Regions from separate parts of the Sus scrofa genome. Here regions 2 and 3 are each linked to region 1. A link is a contact called in public Hi-C and HiChIP or PLAC-seq data. All regions are on one chromosome and are shown on one strand. The core of a region is the stretch at or near the end of the contact, and the rest is flanking DNA. Distances in the headings are between cores, read along the strand shown.

The links. Hi-C and Micro-C count contacts between places; a contact is called where the count stands out from the background. HiChIP or PLAC-seq counts read pairs in DNA pulled down with a chosen protein or histone mark.
Region 2: a contact with region 1 is called in an H3K27ac HiChIP or PLAC-seq map of skeletal muscle. The contact joins the promoter of SASS6 here to the promoter of LRRC39 in region 1. A contact is called at or near these places in 2 of 47 Hi-C or Micro-C datasets (epiblast stem cells and fetal liver) and 1 of 2 datasets of contacts at active chromatin or transcription factors (skeletal muscle).
Region 3: a contact with region 1 is called in a Hi-C map of psoas muscle, with 1.5 times the contacts expected there. The contact joins the promoter of DBT here to the promoter of LRRC39 in region 1. A contact is called at or near these places in 3 of 47 Hi-C or Micro-C datasets (heart right ventricle, psoas muscle and skeletal muscle) and 1 of 2 datasets of contacts at active chromatin or transcription factors (skeletal muscle).

Annotation. Positions count from the first base shown.
Region 1 is chr4:117,937,985-117,941,956 of Sscrofa11.1, forward strand. It overlaps LRRC39 (leucine-rich repeat-containing protein 39), which reads left to right and starts at 1,620. Exons shown (of 9, transcript XM_021090152.1): 1 at 1,620-2,024.
Region 2 is chr4:117,982,639-117,987,096 of Sscrofa11.1, forward strand. It overlaps SASS6 (spindle assembly abnormal protein 6 homolog), which reads left to right and starts at 2,961. Exons shown (of 17, transcript XM_021090148.1): 1 at 2,961-3,297. The coding sequence starts at 2,981. TRMT13 (tRNA:m(4)X modification enzyme TRM13 homolog) reads right to left here and starts at 2,995. Exons shown (of 10, transcript XR_002343574.1): 1 at 2,744-2,995.
Region 3 is chr4:117,883,213-117,887,078 of Sscrofa11.1, forward strand. It overlaps DBT (lipoamide acyltransferase component of branched-chain alpha-keto acid dehydrogenase complex, mitochondrial), which reads left to right and starts at 1,445. Exons shown (of 11, transcript XM_003481505.4): 1 at 1,445-1,598. The coding sequence starts at 1,548.

The DNA.
Region 1 (3,972 bases), core at 370-2,869:
AATGAGTGGGTGGTTTAAGACTGCAGAATTCTCATCTTCCAGAGTAACAGTAGGTGATTCTGAAGTTAGTAGGTGAAGAAATAGCGTATTTTTGAAATATGCATATTTTTGAAAATGTAACAAGAAATTTTTAAAATAGCTGTGTCATGGGAGTGCCGAGAATGGCTCAGTGGTAACACCCAACTAGTAACTGTGAGGATGCAGGTTTGATCCCTGGTCTCACTCAATGAGTTAGGGATCTGGCGTTATTGAGAGCTGCAGTGTAGGTCACAGATGCAGCTTAGATCCCGAGTGGCCGTGGCTGTGGCACAGGCCAGCAGCTGTAGCTCTGATTCGACCCCTAGCCTGGGAACCTGTATATGCCATGGGTGCAGCCCTAAAAAGCCAAAAAAAAGAAAAAAGTGTGTCAGTTTCTCTAATGCAAAGAACAATTCTCCCTAACAATTTTTTTTTTCCCCTTTGGCTTTTTAGGGCTGCATCCTTGGCTAGGGTCAAATCGGAGCTGCACCTGACAGCCTACTCCACAACCACAGCAACTCGGGATTTGAGTCTCATTTGCAGCCTACACCACAGCTCAGAGCAATCTTAACCCAGATCCTTAACCCACTGAGTGAGGCCAAGGATTGAACACACGTCCTCATGGATAATAGTCGGGTTCATTAACCATCGAGCCATGATGGGAACTCCCCCATCCCAGCAAGTTTAAGGAAGGGCCATTAGTGCACAACACAGCTCCTGGAGTCATATCTCATGGCCTATGTAGGGGGCTGCTGAGGGTGGCCCAGGACCTGCTGCATCCACAAGGTCAGGAAACTTGCTGCCAAAACTAACCCCTGAATATACTATCTCTGTGGTGCCCACAGCAGCAAAAATGGACTCCAGGCAGCTCCGGCAGCCAGGGAGTATACATCCCGATTGGAGATGGACAGCGTAGGCGAATGTACATACGGAGACAGCCTCTTTGTCCCTTCTTTTAGGGCGCTGGACTGCTCAAATTTTATTAGCATAAGTGGTTGATTATATAGACAGTTTTTTACTGCAGATTACATCATAGTGTTAAAAGTACATTGGTTAACTCTTAGGCTTTGTTTTTTTATCACATGGTACAGTACAATACATCACATTTTAAATCTTCAACTTAACCAAATTTAATGAGTACAATTCAAGGACAAACAGGTGTAGCATATCATGTGGGAAAGCAGAGACTCAGCACAAACCATCTCATGGCCAGCCAAGTCCCACAAGCTGAAGAAGTTACAAAAATCTGGCATTTACAAATCTTGTTTTTAGACTAGTGTATATCTTCAAAGTGTCCTTGGCAGGGAAACAGTATGACAAAATACAAATCAACTTAGCTAGCTACCACTAAAAGTTTCTAAAGTCAAGGACAAGACTCACAGCTGGGTTTCTTTTGATCAAGAATAATATATGTCTAACTTCTATAAACCTCATTAGAATCCTAACTCTAAAGATTACTGTAGCTCGTTAGTAGATAAACACTATATATTAATTAAGTTGGATATGAATAGGAAAAAGTCCTATTTTTTATAATAAATTTCATCCTGGCCAGGAGCCCACCTTCGGCTTGTACCGTTCAGGTGAGCTCCCTTCCTAGGTTAGGAACTTGCCTTCAGGTTTCTTTGCCATTAGGCAAAATTCTTTTTTTGAGTCCCTGCATCTTCTCGGCTCCCCGCAAGTCACATTATTTTTCGGGAGCTTAGAAATAGTCACGCCTGAGGGTTTTAAAATACCTGCAGCACAGCATTTTGCCGTGTACGGAATGCTCTCACATACATTATATCAGTTGATCCTGCGCACAGAAGCTCCATGTGATTTTTTGCTATTCTCAGCTTTGTCCATGGACTAAAATTAGAACTGGGCTGACATTGCATTCCACTTGGTTAGAGTCTGACTGAGGATTTTAATCATTCGGAGTCACCCTGAAAACAATACTCCCCGAAGTCCGCTCTTAGCTGATAATCACTAATTTGGGGGGATGCCGGCTTCTGCATCCACTGCCCATGGTAAGTATTTTTCAAAACCTTCTTTTCCCACTCTTGGCATAAAGAGAGTGCTATTGATGTCTCTACTGTGTCTGTATTTGCTGCACTATCAACTAAACTTAGAATTGAGTTTAAAAGTCTCTTTGAGGGTTCATAGTCATTCAGGTAGTTGTCTTCCTCCAGAAGGTCAATTTCCCTGGAAGTTAAGAAGTATTTCTTCTGAGATCGTAGTTCTTTTGCTTTCTTTTGACTCTGGGAAGCCGACTCCCCAGTCGTGTCATAGCCATGCTTACCTTACTGCTGTGCTACGTGGTTTCCTGTTATAGTAATAACCAAGGTAGAGAACACCAGCCTGTGTTGGAGGTAGAAATACATCCATCACTACTGACTTGCTTCCCTCAAAGGGGCATCGGTCACTATTATGGGGAAACTGAGGGCTCAAGTGTAATGACAAATGGGGAAATGAATAGCATGTGAATTGTTACATGGGTTTAGTAACATACGCATTTACATGTAGATTCTTGACATTTAAAAAATGTCTTATTGGAGTTCCCGTTGTGGCGCAGTGGTTAACGAATCTGACTAGGAACCATGAGGTTGCGGGTTTGACCCCTGGCCTTGCTCAGTGGGTTAAGGATCTGGTGTTGCCGTGAGCTGTGGTGTGGGTCACAGAAGTGGCTTGGATCCTGCGTTGCTGTGGCTCTGGTGTAGGCCAGCGGCTATGGCTCCTATTCGACCCCTAGCCTGGGAATCTCCATATGCCGCGGGAGTGGCTCTAGAAAAGGCAAAAAAACAAACAAACAAAAAAAAGTCTTATTATTTGATAAACAAATAAATTGTAGCTGGACTGTGACATACCCAGAGGACTGAATTATCAGCATGAGTATCCCAAGTTTTTTGATGGCAGAAAGACCTGGCAAATCTGTTCCTGTTTAAATTCTGCCTGTAGGACTTCTTATCGCGGTGCAGTGGAAACAAATCCGACTAGGAACCATGAGGTTGCAGGTTCAATCCCTGGTCTTGCTCAGTGGGTTAGGGATCCAGCATTGCCGTGAGCTGTGGTGTAGGTCGCAGATGCAGCTCCGATCTGGCACTGCTGTGGCTGTGGTGTAGGCCAGCAGCTGTAGCTCCAATTAGACCCCTAGCCTGGGAACTACCACATGCCTCGGCTGTGGCCCTAAAAAGATAAAAGACAAAAATAAATAAGTAAATAAAAAATAAATTCTGCATGTATTGCTTAAAAATAAGGACCACCTCCTAATAATTTTCTGTGTGTTGGCCATTTTATATTCCTCCTAAAATGTTAAACTCTTTTCCTCTGTAATACATTTTTCTCTCTCTGTCTCTTTTTCACACAGGAATTGTATACTTGGTTTGAAGAAATCAGTAATTTAGATTTAAGTCAGTAATTTAGAGGAGATTAATAATAAAAGCAATATTATCTATCTAATTTCTATCATCCTGGACAAAATGATTTTAAATATTTCAGGATTTAGTTTTCAATATTTATCTCCATAATACTTTTTTTTTTCTTTTTTAAAAGCAGTTGTGCTATGTTTTATCAGCCTTAAATATTATCTCGAGTTTCATTTTGAAAGGCGATGCTTAAGTTCACTTACACCCCATATATCTCTATTTTACTATCTTCTGATTGCCTTTATAATGTACATACTTAAATCTCTATTTCTTGTTCCATGAAGTATAGGCAGGATTTCTTGATCTCCCTACCTTCTACTTCTCTGTTTCCTTCTTCCACGTGCTATTAAAAATGTTTTTATTTTTACATTTTCAAGATGAATTACATCCTGGTTTTTAGCTATAAATAAGCCTGCTTTTTCATAGTTTCATTTATTTCAAAAGTTGATTTTCATCACACAAAAAAGGAACTTTGTATCCTTAGCAATCATTCCTTTTTACCCCTCTGGTTACCATTAATCTACTTTTTATCTCCATAGGTTTGCCTTCTCTA
Region 2 (4,458 bases), core at 1,711-4,210, 46 kb after region 1:
TACGTATAAAATGAACTACAGAAGCTCCTGCTGAGGTGCAATGGATTAAGAATCCAACTGCAGTGGCTCAGCTTGCTGCTGAGTTATGGGCTGAATCCCTAGCCCAGCACAATGGGTTAAAGGATCTGGTGAGGCTGCCATACTCTACCAGGTTTTCAACGTTATTTTTTTACTTTTTAGGGCCGCACCCACGGCACATGGAGGTTCCCAGGCTAGGGGTTGAACTGGAGCTATAGCTGCTGGCTTATGCCACAGCCAAAGCAACGCCAGATCCGAGCTGCGTCTGAGACCTATACCACAGCTCATGGCAACGCAAGATCCTTAGCCCACTGAGCAAGGCCAGGGATAGAACCTGCAACCTCATTGTTCCCAGTCTGATTCATTTCCACTGCACCATGACGGGAACTCCTCAATCTTTTAGTATAGAAGAGTTACATCCTGTTCCTTTCTAAGTTACATGAATTTAACTATACACACTTGGGAAAAAAATAAAGGAATTAATAATGTTGGCAATTCTACCCATCATTGATATGAATCTTTATATAACAGGATAGTGTAACAGTTAAAACCAAAGGTCAGCCATACTGTCTAGGTATGATTCTCAATTCTATCAGTCCTAACTCTATGATCTAAGGTAGTCTTACTGCTTCATCTGAAAGATGAGAATATATCATACCTCCTAAGGTTTGTAAAAATTAAGTGAGCTATTATTAAAAAAAAAGAGCTAAGCACAGTGCTATTCATACAGTAAATGCTAAGTGTTCACTATCAGTATTAACAATTTCTTCTTCAGTTTATTTCAGTTCTGATCTGCCTCCCAGAATATCCATGAAACTATGTACATCAATTTTCATGAACAAGAGAGAATTTTCAGTATCTTTTTGAAAATACAGTACATTGTTCTTTGTTGTTGTTGTGCCCATGGCACGTGGAAGTTCTCAGGTCAGGGATCGAACCTGCGCCACAGCAGTGACCCAAGACACAGCAGTGACAATGTCAGATCCTTAACCCACTGATCCATGAGGAAACTTCCAACACTATTGCTTATTTGCTAACTTTTAAAGTCTAATCTCCTTGAAGAAGAAGACTATGCTAACCTTCGAAAGCCTAATGATAGAGTAGGAGGAAAAAAGCACTTCTAAATTTTATTATTTGGGTTTAGAAACAGAAAGTTTCTCAGTCTTGGCATTACTGATATTCTGGGCTGGATGGTTCTTTCTTGTGGGGGCCTTCCTACCCATTGTAGGATGTTAAGTTAGCTTCTCCAGCCTCTATCCACTAGACGCAAGAAACACTCTTCAGCTGTGGCAACCGAAATGTCTTCAAACATTGCCAAGTGTCTCCTGGGGGGACTAAACCACCACCATTTAAGAACCACTGGGTGAAATGAGTACAAGTGGTCTCAGCTATAGATGACACTTAAGAAAAAAAGATGGAAACATACCACTCAGTTACATAATAAATTACAGATTCAGTAGGATGCCCCAAATTGAAAACCAAATCATAATCATGGAACGTGTCTCCACTTGGTATTTTGCAACCTTTCTTTAAGGGATTAATAACATGATGTTATTCCTTTCTAGGAATACAAATCACTCTGTAAGGACCTATTTCTATTCTACTACTCTCAGCATCTGCAGTCACCTTCTGGACGTCTGGTCACGGTGAAGTGTAAGGTCTTAGAGTGAGGACAAAGGCCTCCTCCAATCATAAAGCTCATTTTTCGATCAGGGGATGTTTGCTGGTCCCCTCAAAACCAGCCAAGGCAACAGTGAGTGTACTTCAAAGAGTCCTTGTAAGTCACAAGTCACTTACATTCCAAAACAAGAATCTGCTTGTTTTAGTACACTTCACTCTACGCAAATGTCAGTCAAATCAACACATGAAGTACAGCTTTGGCTATGAGGGACAGTAGCAGATGGCAGGGCTGGAGGGGGTGTGTGTGCGCGCGCGCACGCGCATCTGTATTAGACATTGCCTAGCAGGAGAAACCATCGGACTCACAAAGAAAAGAAATGTAAATAACACCGGACATTCAGAAGACATGAAATCAGATGCTTGTCTATTTGGTTTAATTGTTCTAAAAGCTATCAAACATGCTCTTTCTATAAGCATTCTGCTCTTGCTGTTTTTAAAATTTTCTATCATATATCTCCTAAAGAAAAACACATACATAAAGATATATAGTTCGACATCACAATCATACGTTTAATGGAACAAAATCATACAGTTTCTGTTCTCAGTGTTGAGTCAATTCTTACATGTTTTTAAATCTTTCCTTCCCCTTTGCAGCAAAGTAGTTATTAGTTGCTTTCAAAAGACTGTACATCTAATTCACAAGAAGTGACTCACAATAATTCACAAGAAGTGATTATCGTTCACAAAACAATGAAAACACAATGAGTGAAACCTTGGGATCTGTCTTCTTTCTAAACCACCACTTCCCATCAGGAAGGCGGAGAGTGAGCGGAGCGCAAGAAGCGGTAGTCTGCGGTAAAACTACAATCTAGCGTTACCACGAGTTGGTATCAAGATAAACGGGTCACTGCTGGCGCTTTACTTAGTACAAGACAACACTGCACTTCACTACGGCTCATCATCGCTCCCTAGGGAGGCCAGGACTGCGTTTATCACGGGAAAAGCTGGAAACTCCAGGGGACAGAAGCAGAAATCTGTCAGAGAGGGAAAGTGCCGGACCAGGAAACTTATTTCCGACCCTCGAGAGGGTAAGGCGATACCAGACCTCCGCCGCTCCAGCGTGTTCACCACAGAACCTTTTCCCCGCTGCCACCACCATCCTGCAGAACCGCTTCTTCTTTTCCACATAGTAACCGCATCGCCCCTCTGCTGGAGAGTCAGTTCCATGCGGTGTCGGCGCAGAAGCCGCCATAATTCAGGGCTTACTTCAGGTAGCAAGCATCGATCCGGCGAAGAGAGGAAAAGTTGTTAGCGCCTCTCGGGTTCCCTTCCCTTAACAAATATGGCGGCCTCGGATCCCGCCACGCAGGAGGGTACCCGGAACGACCGCCCAGCCGTCACAAAACCGGAAGAAGCTGATGGTGGCCGGCGAGGCCCAAACCTCCTCCGTATCGTCTCTGCTTCACTTTCCCCGCCTCTTCCGCGGAAGCCGAGCGCCAAACTTAAACAGGCCCCGGAGGCCTTTCAGGCTAGTACCGCTGACCCGCCGGCCCGTTTGGGTTTTTCCGCACACCGGCCGGGGCAGGGGTTCAGCATGAGCCAGATTCTGTTCCAGCAACTCGTCCCGTTGCAGGTGAAATGTAAAGACTGCGAGGAGAGGTGAGGGCCGCGTTACTCTGTGCCCGCGGGTGGCGGTTAGGGGTCGGGCCAAGGGGGAAAGATGGCGGCTCCGGCCGGTGGGCCCCGGCCTGCGCTGGGTGTGCGGCCCATCTCCCCGGGCCGCGGAGACAGAGCTGGCTGGGACCTCGTGGTCGTTTCAAAGTCTGCCGTTGCTGGGGAGGGAAGAGTGAGGAATGGGTCGCCGACCCGCATCAGTTTTTGTGTGTGTTTTTTTTTAAGTCTTATCTCTGGATGTTGTCATGGAGATGATAGCCCATTTCTCTTTTTGACGGATAAGAAGTCTGGCTCAGAGAAATTAAGTAATTTGCGTGAGAGCTCACGAGTTCACGGCGGGCGGGCACTAGAATTCAGGCTTTGGCTCACGGCCCTTTTTCCCCCCTCTCTCCTTTGAACGCTACTGGAAGTAAATGCAAGGTTAGACTTAAAAAAAAAAAAAAAACTCTACAAATTTGTGGTGTATTGCCTCTCTTTCGTCATAGTTACTAAAAATAAATTACGTGTAATAAATTGAAAAACAATTGTTGAAAACCATATATTCATTTAGTCATTCAACAAACGTTGAACACTCTTCCTGGGCACCGGGGATACAGTGATCAGGAGAGTTCTTGTGTTGGTGGAGTTTACAGTCTGGTGAGGGTGGAAATAAAGGCCAGTATCACAGATAAATGTAAAAGTTACAACTTTGGTTAAAGAGGTGGTGCTGTTGAGGCCGAAGTAGGGAGATTTGGCAGGAGATTTCAATTTTGTCTCAAGTGCACCACTCAGTGTCAGCTGGCTCCTCTCTGAACCTTGATTTTCCTCATTAGTAAAGCTGATAAAACATGGCTACCTACATGGTTGGTTGTTAATGAGGATCAGGTGTGAAAATATATGTGAAAACTAAGTGGTGTGGAAATGTGACATTAAAAGAAATGAAGACATTGATTTGTTGAGCTGCCAGTGATGTGAAATTAGTATGTAGTTCAGAATTAGGTCCAGAATCAATTGGCAAGCCAGGGAGGAGATGGTACCAAAACCAGCAGCTGTAAATGGAGATTTGTAGACTAGTTGGTTATTCTTTTGTGCTGCCCAATATGGGAGCCACTATGTTTATTGGACATTTGAAATGGAGCTAATCGGAACCGATGTGGCATGAGTAAA
Region 3 (3,866 bases), core at 195-2,694, 55 kb before region 1:
AATCCACAGAGGTAAAAAAAAAAATGTGAAAGAAAAGAAAACAGATAGTTTCTTGGGAGAAGGTAAAGTTAGGTAAAGTAGAAAAACGTGGGGAATTCCCCGTTTTGGCTCCATGGGTTAAGAACCCTACATGGTGCGGGTTTGATCCCTGGCCTCACTCAGTGGGTTAAGGATCTGGAGTTACTGCAAATTTCGGTGCAGGTCCCACGTTGCTGTGGCTATGGTGTAGGCTGGCAGCTGCAGACCCATAGCCCAGGAACGTCCATATGCACAGGTATGGCCCTGAAAAGAAAAGGGAAAAAAAAAAAAAAAAGAGGAAGAAGGTGTTATAGGGACCTTGGGAAGAAAAATAATTCAGTTCAAAGGCATAGCTACTTTACCTCTTTATACAAACACAGGCATATAGTATATTTTTAGTACCTATAAAATATTTTGTTGGAAAGTTAAAAAAATCAAAGTAGCAGAAGAGAGAGAGAGAATACACTGAAAGGCAAATAAGGCAAAAGTCTGACTTTGAGTAATATTAGTGAATTTATGAAATACATGAAATTTTGTTTTACAGCCACTCATCTTCAGTGTTGAGGATTTATGATTTTTCCTTTGTTCTGGCCTTTTCCTCTGTAATTCTTTAGACATCTGTACAGATTTTCATTCCTATTTAAGAGGCTAGAATAGAAAAGTATCATCCTGGACATTTCTACCAATTAGTTTCCTAGTTGCTGTGAGGAGGATTGACAATTAAAGCGCTAATCTTTTCTTTATCGGTTTCACCGACATCTATTCGGCATTTCTCCATGAGGCAGGTAAATCCAGGTACTGTGTCTGTGATGTATATTGCCTGTGTTGGGTAGCAACATCGTGCAGCATTATCCCAGAAGGAGAGGTAACCTCGATGACGTTTATCTCAAACCTGGTAGTCTTGTTCATCTTCCATGAAAAAAAAATCTAAAAGCCAATTTCAGTAACCAAGAACTTTCAATGAAGTGAGAAATGCCAGGCATTAGGAAGTATTCCAGCATAGACTTGACTCCACCATGGGTACAGACCCTTGCTACAGAGTACAGTACCGTCTCCTGTAACCAAGGTGGTTATATTAACAAGCTGAAGGAATGTTTCTGTTTTGTTTTGTTTTTTTTCCTTCCTACTTATCCTGCAGATCTTACTTCAACCTAAATTTCTCCAGGTGAATACCCTTCATGTTTCTTTAACATACTCTATTTCCTCCGTTACTTGGACCGAAAAGACGATCGTGAGGGCACATTACTTACACAGCAGTGCTTTACTCAGAAGCGTCACGGAAATTAAATTTGCACTGCCCTCCTCCCCACTTGGCTCCCCTCCCCCAGGCTCTTTCCCTCTCCGCAGGGCGCCCCGCCCCCTCTGGGGTTATTCTCAGCCCCGCCCCGCTCCCTGGTTGGCTCTTGGGTGGGAGGCTCGTTCCTTCGCTCTCCACCCGAGGCTTGGGGGAGGCGCGTTTTCCGGCTCCGGATAGGTCCCCGCCGGGGCAGCTCGTCCAACCCCGGAGCAGTTGTCATTTCCGGAGTAAGATGGCTGCAGCGCGTGTGCTGAGGACCTGGAGCCGCAATGCTGGGCGGCTGGTAAGCAGGTTGGGCAGATCTGAGGTCGGGAAGATGTGGTTGTCCGGCGTCACCTGGGGGAGGTGTGTTAACTTTGTCCTCCGAGTGCCTCGCGTGCAGGTCTCGCGTGATGGAAAGGTGGAGGGATGTGTGCACAACGAAGGGCAGCGAAGGTGGCGAGCCAACCTGGCTGGAGACCCAGTTTCTCTCCTTACCTGCGTGCGCTTCTGAGGTAACCCGGTCTTCCTCCCGCTCCATCTGAACCCCAAAGCCCAGCTCGACTTTGGCCCAGTAGCCATTCACTGAGCACCCTCTGGGTACCGGGCACTGGAGGTACGGAGATATACTATATTCATTCAGCATTTATTGAGCATCTCTTTGTCCCGGACGCTGGTAATTACGACTCCTGCCCTCGAGGAATTTACAGTCCAGAGGAGGAGACTGGGCAAGGAAACAACTCCTTAAGTCCTTGCTTGAGCAGCGGAGAGGTTCAAGCTTTGTTCTTTGGGCTTATACTTGCCTCCTACATCTGCACCGGTATCTTTCCAAACTTTTGTATCACCAGAGTTACCATTCATCACTATTTCCCCTTCTTGTCTCCCCTTTGACACAGTTCCCTTTGCTGAGATGAAACTGTTAACATCCCTGTAAGCATAGTGTTTCGTCCTATTTGCATAGCGTTTATCGTCCTGAGTCCACTCTTTTGGATTTTTCTACAGTGTTCGACCCCTGACGTTACAAAACCTTTCAAGAGCCTGCTATGTAGCAGGTACAGTGCTAGGAATTGGGGATGCAAATGTGAATAAGACTAGACTGAACTCTACCCTCTCAGTTTAATTACAGCCGTGCTGTCTGGCACAGGGCAGAGAGAGAAGGATATTAAACAAGCAATTACAGCACAGCACGAAAAGATGAGGCAAATGCCCAGAAAATACTGTGAGATTTGAAATTTGTGAAAACTAAGTAGGAGGTAACCAGAAGAAAGCCTGCCTTCTTTTGAAAGCTCTTCATCCTTGTTTTCTCTGACACCAACTTCCCGATATTACTCTTCCCACATCTTTGAACACTTGATCCCAACCTCCTCCTTTTTCCCTGCCTAACTGGTAAATATTGGTGTTTCTAAAGGTTCTGACTTGGCAGTCTGTATTTCATGCACGTCCTGGGTTACCTCATCCAGTTCTTTGATTTAAGTTGCCATTTATATGCTGATGATTCCTGAAGTTCCCATCTCTGAGCCAGCTCTACTCCAGACCTATCATATGTCTTACTCTCCTGGAAATCTTCAAATTGAATGTGTATTAGGTGTTTGTCAGCTATTAAGTAATAAACCCAATCAATATGTACATGTGTATACAAATAAGTACCTGTGTTAAGTACCTGTGTATACAAAACACCTGACAGGTGGCACCTGGCACTGATTAAATGGTTCATCCTTATCAGGGTTCTTATTTCATCAGTTCATTTGGCCTTTCTCTCAGGATCACGGGACGGCTGCTATAACTATGTGTTCAAAGAAAGAAAGAAAGTGTTGAAACACTGAGACTCACTGGCTAGAACTGTGTTACAGGGGAGCTTGGAAGGGCTAGTCTTGAGCCATCTCACAGTGTTTGCTCTAAGGCCTCCAAGCCGCATTAGACCCTAGGCTCTGTAACTAAACCCTCAAACCTGGTTCTCTTGATTCTAGCCTGGAAGTCTCTCAAAAATCTAGTCCCTGGAGTTCCCGTCGTGGCGCAGTGGTTAACGAATCCGACTAGGAACCATGAGGTTGCGGGTTCGGTCCCTGCCCTTGCTCAGTGGGTTAATGATCCGGCGTTGCCGTGAGCTGTGGTGTAGGTTGCAGACGCGGCTCGGATCCCACGTTGCTGTGGCTGTGGTGTAGGCCGGTGGCTACAGCTCCAATTCGACCCCTAGCCTGGGAACCTCCATATGCCGCGGGAGCGGCCCAAAAAGACAAAAAAAAAAAAAAAAATCTAGTCCCTGTCTCCAATTACAGATAATCCCTAGATCTTCCTAAACTGGGCTTCTACCTCTTATCTTGTGCCTTGCCAACTCATTCTCCATAGTGTTGCCAGAGTGATCTTATGGTGTAAGACATGCATTTGAGAATGTCATTACCTTGCTTAAAACTGATTTCAGCAAAATCCTTAGAATTCAGATGACTGTGAAGCAATTTATGAGCAATTTCCAATCTCTCAGGCCTCATTCCTTGCTAAAACTCACCCGCTCAACCCTGACACTGATGCTTTACTATCAGCCCACACTAATAACTACACCAGAAGTATATTGAAC